Regions from separate parts of the Drosophila melanogaster genome. Here region 2 is linked to region 1. A link is a contact called in public Hi-C data. All regions are on one chromosome and are shown on one strand. The core of a region is the stretch at or near the end of the contact, and the rest is flanking DNA. Distances in the headings are between cores, read along the strand shown.

Region 1 (5,588 bases), core at 1,101-3,600:
ATGTCACTGCTTTGTTAGCCGCAGATATGATTGAATGCGAAGTTGGGGCTTTAAATGGCATGCAATTGATTAAAATGTTGCGACACGGATGTTTGACAAATAATCATACCATTTTTGTAGCAAAAGTTGGTCTGTTTTTTAAAACAACCTGATTTATTTATTGAGTATTTAAAACTATTAGAAAATTAGTTCATTATTACTGATCTTTAAAACGAAGTAGACTATTTATACTTGGTTTACTAATCAAATTAGATTCGACAAATTACATATGTTGTTATGGAATTTATACATTTAAGTTTAATTGTGTAATGCCATTCATTTATATTCTTTAAGAATGGCTTAATGAAATCCAACCGAAGCGCATAAATTTTATATCGCGCTGGCGAGTCTAATTTGATTATAATGCAGACTATATATAATCCGTAATTTCTAATTTGTTCTTAATCTCGATCGACGTTAAAATGAAGCATTTGTGTAAGTAAACTAATAAAATACAAGTTAATCAAAGAGGAATAGGTAATAATTGCAACGCAGGTCTGCTTCTTTTGGCCACGTCGGTATCTTGTCGCTTTGCCGACGATTTCTACCAACTTTTGGCCAAGGAAAATGCGGCCAATAATCTCATTTCCTCTCCCCTTTCCGTGGAAATCGCACTGAGCATGGCCTACATGGGAGCCAGGGCAAAGACAGCCCAAGAAATGAGGAATGTTTTGAAACTGCCCGATGACAAAAAGGAAGTGGCAGCCAAATACAAGGACCTTCTGAGTAAACTCGAAGGACGCGAGAAGGTAGCCACTCTCAGTTTGGCTAATCGCATATACGTGAACAAAAAGTTCCAGCTAGTACCGAGTTACAATCAGATGGTCAAGGATTCATTTATGGCTGAAGCGGAGGCAATCGACATTGTCGATCCCAATAAGGCTTCTTCAATTGTCAATAATTGGGTAGATAATCAGACGCGTGGTAAAATCAAAGACTTAGTTTCATCCAATGACATGTCGAAAATGGAATTGATCGTCTTAAATGCCATATACTTTAAAGGCCAGTGGGAGTACAAATTTAATCCCAAGTTAACGAAGAAGAGGAATTTCCGTGTTTCGGATCAAAAGAGTGTTCCTGTCGAGATGATGTCACTATTTCAATCATTTAGGGCCGCACATGATAGTGAACTGGGTGCCAAAATTATCGAGCTGCCCTACAGAAATTCAAGCCTGTCCATGCTAATTTTTCTACCGGACCAGGTCGATGGACTATCAGAGCTGGAGAAAAAGATTGTAGGATTCAAACCGAAACTTTCCAAAATGGATGTAACTTTAAGGCTTCCCAAGTTTAAAATCGAATTCTTCGCTCAACTAAACAAAGTTCTTGTGGCGGTGAGTATTCACAGATTATTCTTGATACACCCTTACAATTTATAGATATTCATCTATAGATGGGCATACAAGATGCGTTCGAAAAATCTGCTGACTTCAAAGATCTGGTCGAAAACAGTAACGTTCATGTGAAAAAAGTCATTCATAAGGCGTTCATCGAGGTTAATGAAGAAGGAGCTGAGGCAGCGGCTGCAACAGGTATGATATAATTTTATTATATATATATTTGTATAATATGTTTTATTTTTGCCAGCTTTACTTTTCGTGCGCTATAGTATGCCTATGCCGTCATCTCAAATGGTTTTTAATGCCGATCATCCTTTTGCCTATGTCATTCGCGATAGGGAAACCATTTATTTCCAGGGCCACTTTGTGAAACCGAATGAATAAAATGTACTATTTCTTATCAATAATAAATGGAAATTGTATTATACTTTATTGTAGAATAAAAGGATTTACCAGTTTCCTGAAAATATTTAATAGGTGGAAAGTAGTGAAAATGCTATAGTCGAGACCCTTATAAATCACAATCCCCTTACTCAGCTGACAAATCGTTAGAAATGCTTAAATGATACTAAATATTATTTAATAAAAGAAAACTTTATTTTAAGCACTTCGATCTAAAACTAAAACCGTTAGGAAATTTAGTACGCATGGCATCACTGGCCGCCACTGGCCAACTGGAACTGTTTTCAAGCGGTCTGGCATCGCCGCGAATAGCGTGATTGCGTTCAATTTTTAGCTCGTTATTTAGTACACTTCACCTTTCAAAATAATAATGAAATAATAATAAAAGGAAACTAAACGAGAGATAAACTCCCTAACGAAACAAGAAAATTCAAATGATGTTGACTAAAGATATAACAAAAATATTATTCTATCCGTTCTATTCTACATGCTGTAGATAACGCTCATCGATAGCAAAAAATAACAATCGAATCGGATACCTCGATAGTACCGTCGATAGTGCCCCAGCTCTAGTTAACGTTAACTTTTCGAGCTGTTCGGACGTCAAAGCGGAAGGAAATTTCGCGGGCTTTTGACTTGTGTTCGGTGCAAACTGTTCAAACTTTGCCGACGACGCAGTATTTATTGTCTTTCAAGAGCAACCGATACTGCTGAAGTGCCCCACGCAGAAAGTGTTAAGCACAGAAAACCACAACGTAAGCGTTAATTTTTGAAAGGCTCGAAGATACGTCCGATAATATAGATATAGAATCGTGTGGAAACGAAACCAAATCGTGTCGTATATAAGTATAAGTGAAGCATCAAAGGTGCTAAGCAAATGAATCCGCACTCAAAAGTTTAGATATCGATGTGAGCGAACCCCCACACCTTCGCAAAAGTAAAAAACAAACACAGATACGAATCGGAATTCGAATACAAGTGCAAACTCAGCCACAGGTGGTTGACAAGAGTTCTAAGTGATTGTCAATCGTAAGCTCGAAAATCGAAATCGAATTCGGCGCTCGTGATGTTGCTCAATTCGATGCAATTATACAAAAAAAAAACACCCAAAATAGTCATGGTCACTATGCTCCTATAGATGGTGTACATAATGAACTATTATCAGTGACCTTTTTCTAAGTGCGTGTGTGTGTGTGTGTGCTATTATCACTGCCTGGTATTATTCATTGATAAGTGCATATAAGTGTTGGGTCTACGAAAAGTGTGCGTGTGTCTATGGTGAATACGTCAGCGGCATTCCAAGTAATCAAGACTGCAAACATCCACCGGTGCCAGGTATTCAAATCGTGATTCATCGCCGATCGTGACTGTTGTACGTTCAAAAGTTGTTGTTGTATCTTCAATAGTTGTTGTTGTTGCCAAGCTGCTGCGATCAAACGGTAGACTGCGTAAGACTATGAAAATATGAATAACACTACGATGGATTTCGAATTTACTCATACTGCTTTTCCAGAAACACCCAAATAAAGTTGGTATATATACATATATATGTACATATATATATAGAAGAAAGGGTTCACCTTTCTTTTGTTTGCCTGGTCAACTGAATGTGTCTATAGCGACTTTCTTAAACCGGTTCCACGCCATCCGTTTCTTGACCAAACGAACTGTTGATACATTTTCCCCCAATACGTGACTCAGGATCGAGAAGTTCTGATCAAATCAGATGCCCATAATTCATTGCCTCCAATTGCACACTGTGCCCAATTTGTTTATTGAATACAGACCTCCTTCAGTTTGCCGACTGCTCCATTTATCTCTGGCCACTTCAAAAGGCTGCCCAGCCCAGGCTGTTGTTAATTGCCATCGTTCTCAATGTCCGGAAAATGTGGTACAAAACTGCTACGAATCGTCAAAGTTTGGAGTCATAAAAATGTCCGCGAATGGTGTTGATGAAATATTTATTGTAATTCCCCTGGCCAAATTCGCAATTCACCTGGCATCAAGCGTTGAACAACTGTTGTGATAAGCCAGAATAATCAATGGATACTAGTGGTTCTTGGAAAATGTGCACCCATCACATTGCTACTGGCCACTTGCACCTCTTTTTCACACCTACCCATTATGCACATGGCACATTAATCAGGTGGGGCTTATGGCCAAGTATCCACCAGATACGCACACCTGCCCCGCCCCCCGCAGTGGGTGTCAAATTAGAGATACTTTACTGTAGTTGATTGTGCTGAAGTAGAGAGCTCCATTACGAATAAATTACTTTGTATGCACTGGAAAAAATGAACAAAGTAGTTCTTTCGCATTAATAGAAACTAATTATAAATACACACAAAATATTTAAGCAGAACTCGCCGAAAATAGACTTCAAAATAATCAAAGAATGTGTGTGACAACGAATTTGTGTGCATTTCAAGCGATTGTAATATCTCTAGAGATATTTAGAATGCTGATATGTATTATTGCACAAGAGATCTTTTTAATCTCAAGAGGATTGCTTATGCACAGAAGATTGACTTCCTGTTGTAGATAAAAACACTAGAATTGAGTTTAGGTACATTTTGTACATCTGTAGAGAGAAAAATCATTTTGCGTTTCTCTAAGGCAGTTCGGATAAGCTGAAACATTTTTGAGAAACCCCTTAACTCTTTGGGCGAATTGGCTCATAAATTTCCATTTAAGATAATATCTGTTTAATTGAATTTGCCGGTTACCAATAAGCCATAAATAAAACCGATTCGTTGGACAATCTCGGCCAGCATTGAACACGTTTTCACACCACTTTGTTGGTTGGCTGGCTGGTTGGTTGGTTGGTTTGGCATTCTATGAATGGACACCTTCGCCTCTTTACATCCGCCGTGGTCTGAGTCAGAACGTAAATAATAAATAACAAATAATAAATTGACAGCGGACAACAAATGTTTTGGCCAGGCCATTGTAACTGTCTGCATGGAGAGGTGGAAATAACTTGGCCATAAATCTGCAAAAAAAAAGGCTAAGCAGGCAATTGGCTTTCACCTGAGCCCTAGACTAAAGCCCATTCATAAGCGCTGGAAACTTTAGACTAAAGCCCATTCGTTGGGAAAATTTTATCTGCCCCATAAACTGCACGTAATCAAGTGCACTTCGGAGAATCAGGGAAATAAGAAAATATATGTATATATATATATAAAAGCAATCTTATTTCCGTCGGGAATAAAATGGCAGAAGGCAGCCAGCCAGTCAAAACAAAAAATGCATTGAGTAAACAAATCGCATAAAATTGAGCCATGTTTTGAGGTCACGGCGAGGCACTAAATGGGCTATATACATTGGCCATATTTATTTATTAATCGGGCGAAACCCAAAACAAACAAATTAAACACTTGTCGGCTATTAAGTGAACGCATATAACATTTCTATTTATTCGCCAGCAGCTGGCCAACCAACCAACTTGTTGTCGCCACGCGTTGTAGTTGTATAATATGTGGGCAGAATGCCAACGATTCAATTTCACCGGCAATGGTCTTTCTATTATTTTTATTAAGTTCCCAGTTTATGGAAAAGAAAAGAAACAACTTTTCCAAATCTCTCGAGTGACAACTGAAGAGTTATACAACCGAAAAATAAAGTTTCCCAAATGACTCAACTGAAAGATACATTACTCCGGTAATTTCACTTTTATGCCATTTGACTTTCTTTGCGCATTATGCAAAGGTTGCCAAAAAAAAAAGACATTAAATTATTTTCGCCGCTTCTGCTAGGCAATTACTTAACATAATCAAGCCCCGTATCTCTTTCCTGACCTTATCGCAG
Region 2 (5,423 bases), core at 1,632-4,131, 710 kb before region 1:
CATCCGCGCAGCGAGATATACGCCATCTTTCCCATTACGGTGCTGGTGCTGATCCTTTGCTGCTCCTTCCTGTAGTCCTCCTGATCCAATATTATTAATATACTATTGTGATATTTATGGTGAGGTAACTACCGGGTGATATACTCGCTTGTGAGTGTGTTAACGTTATGGCCGGCCCCAAAACGAGAGCTTTTAAAATAGCCATAGAATATTCCATATCGGTTATACACACACGGAATGAACAGTCTGAACAAATCGTTATCAATATTCGTAGATTTTATGCTAGACTAGAATGTAGCCTAAGACGCAAGCATTTTTTGGTCTACAAATGAAAATGGGAAAATAGTAAGATAAAATATGTAAATTGTATATCGTGTACAAATAAATGTAGATACCAAGTAATTTTAAGATGAAATTGTAGTACTTATCAATTAATTCAATTATTCTCATTTTATAAACGACTTTGATCTTTTTGTTTACCTGAACACATTTTAAAGACAATTCTTATGTAGTCATTTGAAGAGGATTAGTTTTAATGCTTTTGTTGACTTTGTATAAGTGATTTGAATTTTAAGGAAATTTTCATTAGTTTTTTAATAAAAATAAAATTGATTGTAATCAAGCGTTGTAATTTTTCATTTTATACTCAATGTCTACATTTTAACGTTGCCGCAAAATATTTTCCACTGGCTTCAGTTTTAGGAGAGAAAAAAAATTTTGTTGATTCTAGTTATTTTAGATTAATTTGCACACCACTCAAAGCTAATTTGCCGATCATTTGTGTGAGTCTTTTCCTAATTTGGCCACGGGAGTAATGCAAATATTTACATAAAATTCATGTACACATACATGCCTGGAAGAAATGAAATAACATTTTCATTAAAAATGAATAAATTTACTGTCTAGTCTTTTAGTTCATACACTCAATTGAGCAGCGTAAACAAAGTGCCTTGGATTATCCGATTAACATAGTTGCATTAGATTAAGTTATAAAAGAAAATAATAAAATAGTAAAAACAGTATTCAGTAAAAAAAAAATTATTTTTAAAGAAGGGAAAAAAAATGAAAAAAAAACATCATTCAAATTTAGCAGATCGTTGGGAACGTCAGCAAATGAAAGCTGATTGCTACGAATCTAATGTTGATCTACACTGTATATACTTGTGGTTGTGTAGATAATGTGTAAGATTACAGTAAAAAAAATAAAGTCAGTCAGCGATTTTTATACCCGTTACTCGTAGCTTAAGAGGGTATTCTCGACTTGTTGAAAAGGGTGTAACGGATCTTGACACGCGGCATTTTTATTTCGAAACATCACGCCGACACTTTTAAAACATTTTTTTTGAGTAACGGGTATCTGGTAGTCACGAAACTCGACTGTAGCGTTTAAAAAACTCCTGAACTCTCATTCGTTGCTCACTAATTAGAAGACAGAATTTGCCCTTATCAGAGTTGTCAGATAATGCTAACAAGAAATACTATCTTATCTGAAGTGATCGATTGCAAAAAGTTATATGAACTCATTAACCAGCCCCACATCAATAAATATTTATTAAAGGCATTCGTCACCAATTGCATTAATTTCGATTTCTGGGTTTAAAAATATTTAACGTATATTCACTAATTTTGGCTGACAACATGGAGTTACCTTAATAAATTTTCAAGTAGTCTATGTTCAGGTTTCGAATATGAAGTATTAGAAGTCTTTAGCATCACAGAAGCCGGTTGTTAATGTACAATAGATAACGAATCAAACAAAAACGTTTCTTAACGAGTTTGCGCGTATACATAACTTGTTTAATTACAGTTGCGATATCGCAAATTTTTAACGTACAATGCAAAAAATTTCTTGCATTCAAATTTGATGTTAGTTATATTTTCTAATAACGGTTTTGGACAACTATTTTTATAGCTTGTGAAATCTTACTAGAAAAAAAAAAAAAAAAAATACAAAAATCTTATATTTTTAAACGGGGTTTTCTCTATAACTTGGTAAAAAAAAGGTGGCACATCTAACGAAAAAAAACACTGTTTTATACTGCTCATAAGCATACCTAACTATCCCTATCATAATTTTAATGATTTTCAAAAATCAAAATTTGAACAAGTTTTCGGTAATTTTATATTCTTTCCTTTCTAGATTGTGATTTTTGGAGATATTTCAGACGTACAATTATCAATTTATATATTATGCACATATATTTGTATTCATTCTTTGAGAAAGTAATATTCGAAAGAGTGGACACAAATCTTAGAACCAACCCCAAAAACAAACCCTTAAGATAGTTTCCAACAGCTGTTTTGCCAAATATATGGTGACTAGTAGCGAGTGATGAGAGAAACAGGCCATTGATAAATCGAAGTCACACCACTTATATATACAAACTACATATCTTACCTATAATATTTTAGTTTAATAGAAGTTTTTTTTATAATTTTCAAATCACTCTCGCTCTTTATAGAAAGCCGGTACCGGTTTACACCCCCTTTCCGACACAAGCATATAAAAAGAACAGCGAGAGAGAGAGAGAGTGAGCTTTGGTTCTCTCACTTAATTCTGTTGATTGCACAGGTAGAAACAAATAACTTGTATACTGCGATATTTAAATTTATTTGTTTTTGTACTAATTTGTACTATATTCTGGTTAAATATGAAATAGTTAAAAATACTTATTGGGAACTGATATTTTAAATAATATATTTAATAATACTTGGTGTAATTAAATTCAAATTTTTTACTTTTATTGCACTAGACAGCAATAATAGCTTATGTTTCAACTTCGATCATAATCATAAATTTTTTTAATTTACAACTTTCAACATTTTCTTGCCAGTGTACTCTGTTCTCTTCGTTCTCGCTCGTGCTCAGTTTTAGAATTCGCGGCAGTTGTTTTTGTTTGTCCGGCGCGTTCGCTTGCTTCACTTATGCGCTTGTTGAAAATCAAGGAAAGGGCGCGGAAAATAAGTTTAATTAAATATTTCGAGTGGCTCGACTAACACAGCAATTAAGCGAATGTGCAAAACGTGAAAGCAGTTGTGAATAAAACGCACTCATCGCGAAATTAAAAGCTTTTTGGGAGCGTCCTGCGATGGAGAAACGCGTGAGGAAAAATCAATTCGTAAGTAAATGGGCGACGCGAAAAACGGTGATTTAAAAATCAAATGAAATGAAACGCGTGCGGAATTTACCTGAACGGAAAACTAATCGGTCAGCAAAAATTGCGTTTTGTGCCAAAACAGAAAGCGCAATAAATATAATATACAATTGCGCATATGGTGTATGTACATAGAGTGCAAGAAGAACGTGACAAGGAAGAGCAAACGAAGGTGAAGAGTGTGAATAAAACCAAAACAATAAGAACGAACAAGTTTAAGCCACTGTTACGGCAAGTAACGCACGAGAATATACATATGTACATATATTGGTTTCCAACTGGAAACTGAAATTGACTAGAAGGAAGTGGAAGGAAGAATTGCCTGACGGCCTTTCCTTCCAGTCCGGCCACTCACACTACCAAAGCCCCTTGCTGCAGGATGTTAAAATAAAGCTAATGAAGAAAAGAATTGAGAACAGTATAAAAAAAATAGCTAAACTCTTGGGTCCCCATTCCTAAAATATTTGTAAACTCTGATCCTATGCCTAAAAATTATAAAATCAATGCAAAAAGTTTAAATTATAAGGTACAGCATTTATTAAATTTAACGTTCTGTTCCAAGTGTGTTTGAGGCATTTAAGGCGACAACTCTAATATGTTATCTGTTTGAGGGTCGTTGGTCTTGAGTATTTTTAATAACCCGCTAAACACAAAGGAATATGTTGATAACTAGGCGAGAAGTGGCTTCCCAATTCGTGATGTCTTATCCTGGTGGTTGTTGTTGTCTCTGTTAATGTAATGACATTCCCCAAACAGCTGCATTTTGGTTTCTCGCTCTCCGGCTCTCTTCAGTTGTCATTTCCGTTATGCCCTGCCATGCACTCAGCCCTCCCCCTCTATTCCCTTTTGCATCCGGGGGGTGAATTAACTGCAGCCGAAACGCATTTACTTTAATTTATTTGTGGTTCCAGTGGGCGTCACTTTCTCTCCCTCTCATTTTTATCTCGACAGAGAGAGAGAGAGCAGCACATGCTATTGTGCGTGCATTTGTATTTGTATTTCTCGTCTCTGCTCTCTGATTAGCCTTCTCTTGTTATTGTTGCGGGGATAATTCATATGCAGATTGCACCTAGTGATTGCCATTCAAATTCAACTGATAGTGGAAGCTGGAACTTGTACTATAAACATACATATGGTTCTTCCTGCTTCAAGTAAAAAAACAGTAGCCATTTCCATCAGTCATCAAAGTAATGAACTCTCCTTGCAACATATGGGACTGAATAAGAATAGTACTTTATGCTACTTTTAGCATGTTTTCGTTTTCCAGAAGAGAACTACCTAGTAAATGAGTTTTAATAATTATGAATGACTCTAAAAGACTGATCCTTAAAGAGCTCCTTACTTAATGTATTATTACATTATTTTTAAAAATATTCAATACCAAGTCAAATAGTTTTTAATGTATTATTTCTTGTATTGGGTGTATTTGTTCTTAAATGTGTGTTATTTCGTAAAGCCAAAAATCTGAATTTGAATAGACTAACCCAATAACCTTAAACCAGCTGTGCCATGCCCCGCGGGCTATACTATAGAATATTGTTCAATGGCCCCAAAAAGGTGCCATTTCACGTGAGATTCAGGTGAATAGCGCTATACCTATTCATTAATCAGCAATCAATTATCTATCAGCAAAGCCTTTTAATCAATATTTAATTAAGAACTCACATTCCGACTTTTCTTCTTATACATTGCTTTTGTCGATGTCGTTTGAACAACAGAGTAATAGATATTGTTCATTGGGACAGAAAATAATAGTTACTTGAGAACTCTTATAGATAAGCTCTCCGTAAAGTATACAAAATTTTAAGGAATGGAATTCTTTAAGGTTGAACTAATGGCATAATCACTTTTCTCATTCGTTCGTTATATGAATCATATTAATATTTCCATTTTCATTTGCTGTATTGTACTATTACACGATGAACAAAGAAACAGAGTTTTAAAAACGAATGCCATGTTTTTTTTTTGTGCCTGATAACAATTCCGCAGTCCAGTTCCACTTTGATAAACAGCTGCCGACATCATTGTGCCAGTCCTTACTGTATTGTTTATCTGAAAGGGAAGTTACTGAAAGTGAATTGAAATAAAACGAGAATCATAGAGCCAAAACATTAAGTACAGGGTACTTTGCTTATACGGGCTCCAAAAATAAAATACAATAACTGAATTAAAATATTTGCGGGATCGCAGAGCGTGGCTGATTTTATTGACCGCAGATGAAAAGCGGCCAAACAAAACAATTGTACAATTGGTTTGGTTTCTGGTTTT

Evidence for each region. Hi-C and Micro-C count contacts between places; a contact is called where the count stands out from the background.
Region 2: a contact with region 1 is called in a Hi-C map of the Kc167 cell line, with 2.1 times the contacts expected there. A contact is called at or near these places in 2 of 107 Hi-C or Micro-C datasets (the Clone 8 cell line and the Kc167 cell line).

What each region holds. Positions count from the first base shown.
Region 1 is chr2L:8,236,640-8,242,227 of dm6, reverse strand. Pvr (PDGF- and VEGF-receptor related) reads left to right here and starts at 2,350. Exons shown (of 19, transcript NM_001169440.2): 1 at 2,350-2,536. It overlaps Spn28F (Serpin 28F), which reads left to right and starts at 428. Exons shown (of 4, transcript NM_080218.5): 1 at 428-474; 2 at 535-1,373; 3 at 1,433-1,571; 4 at 1,627-1,814. The coding sequence starts at 462. The coding sequence ends at 1,763. lncRNA:CR43262 (long non-coding RNA:CR43262) reads right to left here and starts at 173. Exons shown (of 2, transcript NR_047923.1): 1 at 110-173; 2 at 1-48.
Region 2 is chr2L:8,948,674-8,954,096 of dm6, reverse strand. It overlaps C1GalTA (Core 1 Galactosyltransferase A), which reads left to right and starts at 2,881. Exons shown (of 4, transcript NM_164840.2): 1 at 2,881-3,119. It overlaps CG31886, which reads left to right. Exons shown (of 2, transcript NM_001103659.3): 2 at 1-616. The coding sequence ends at 75.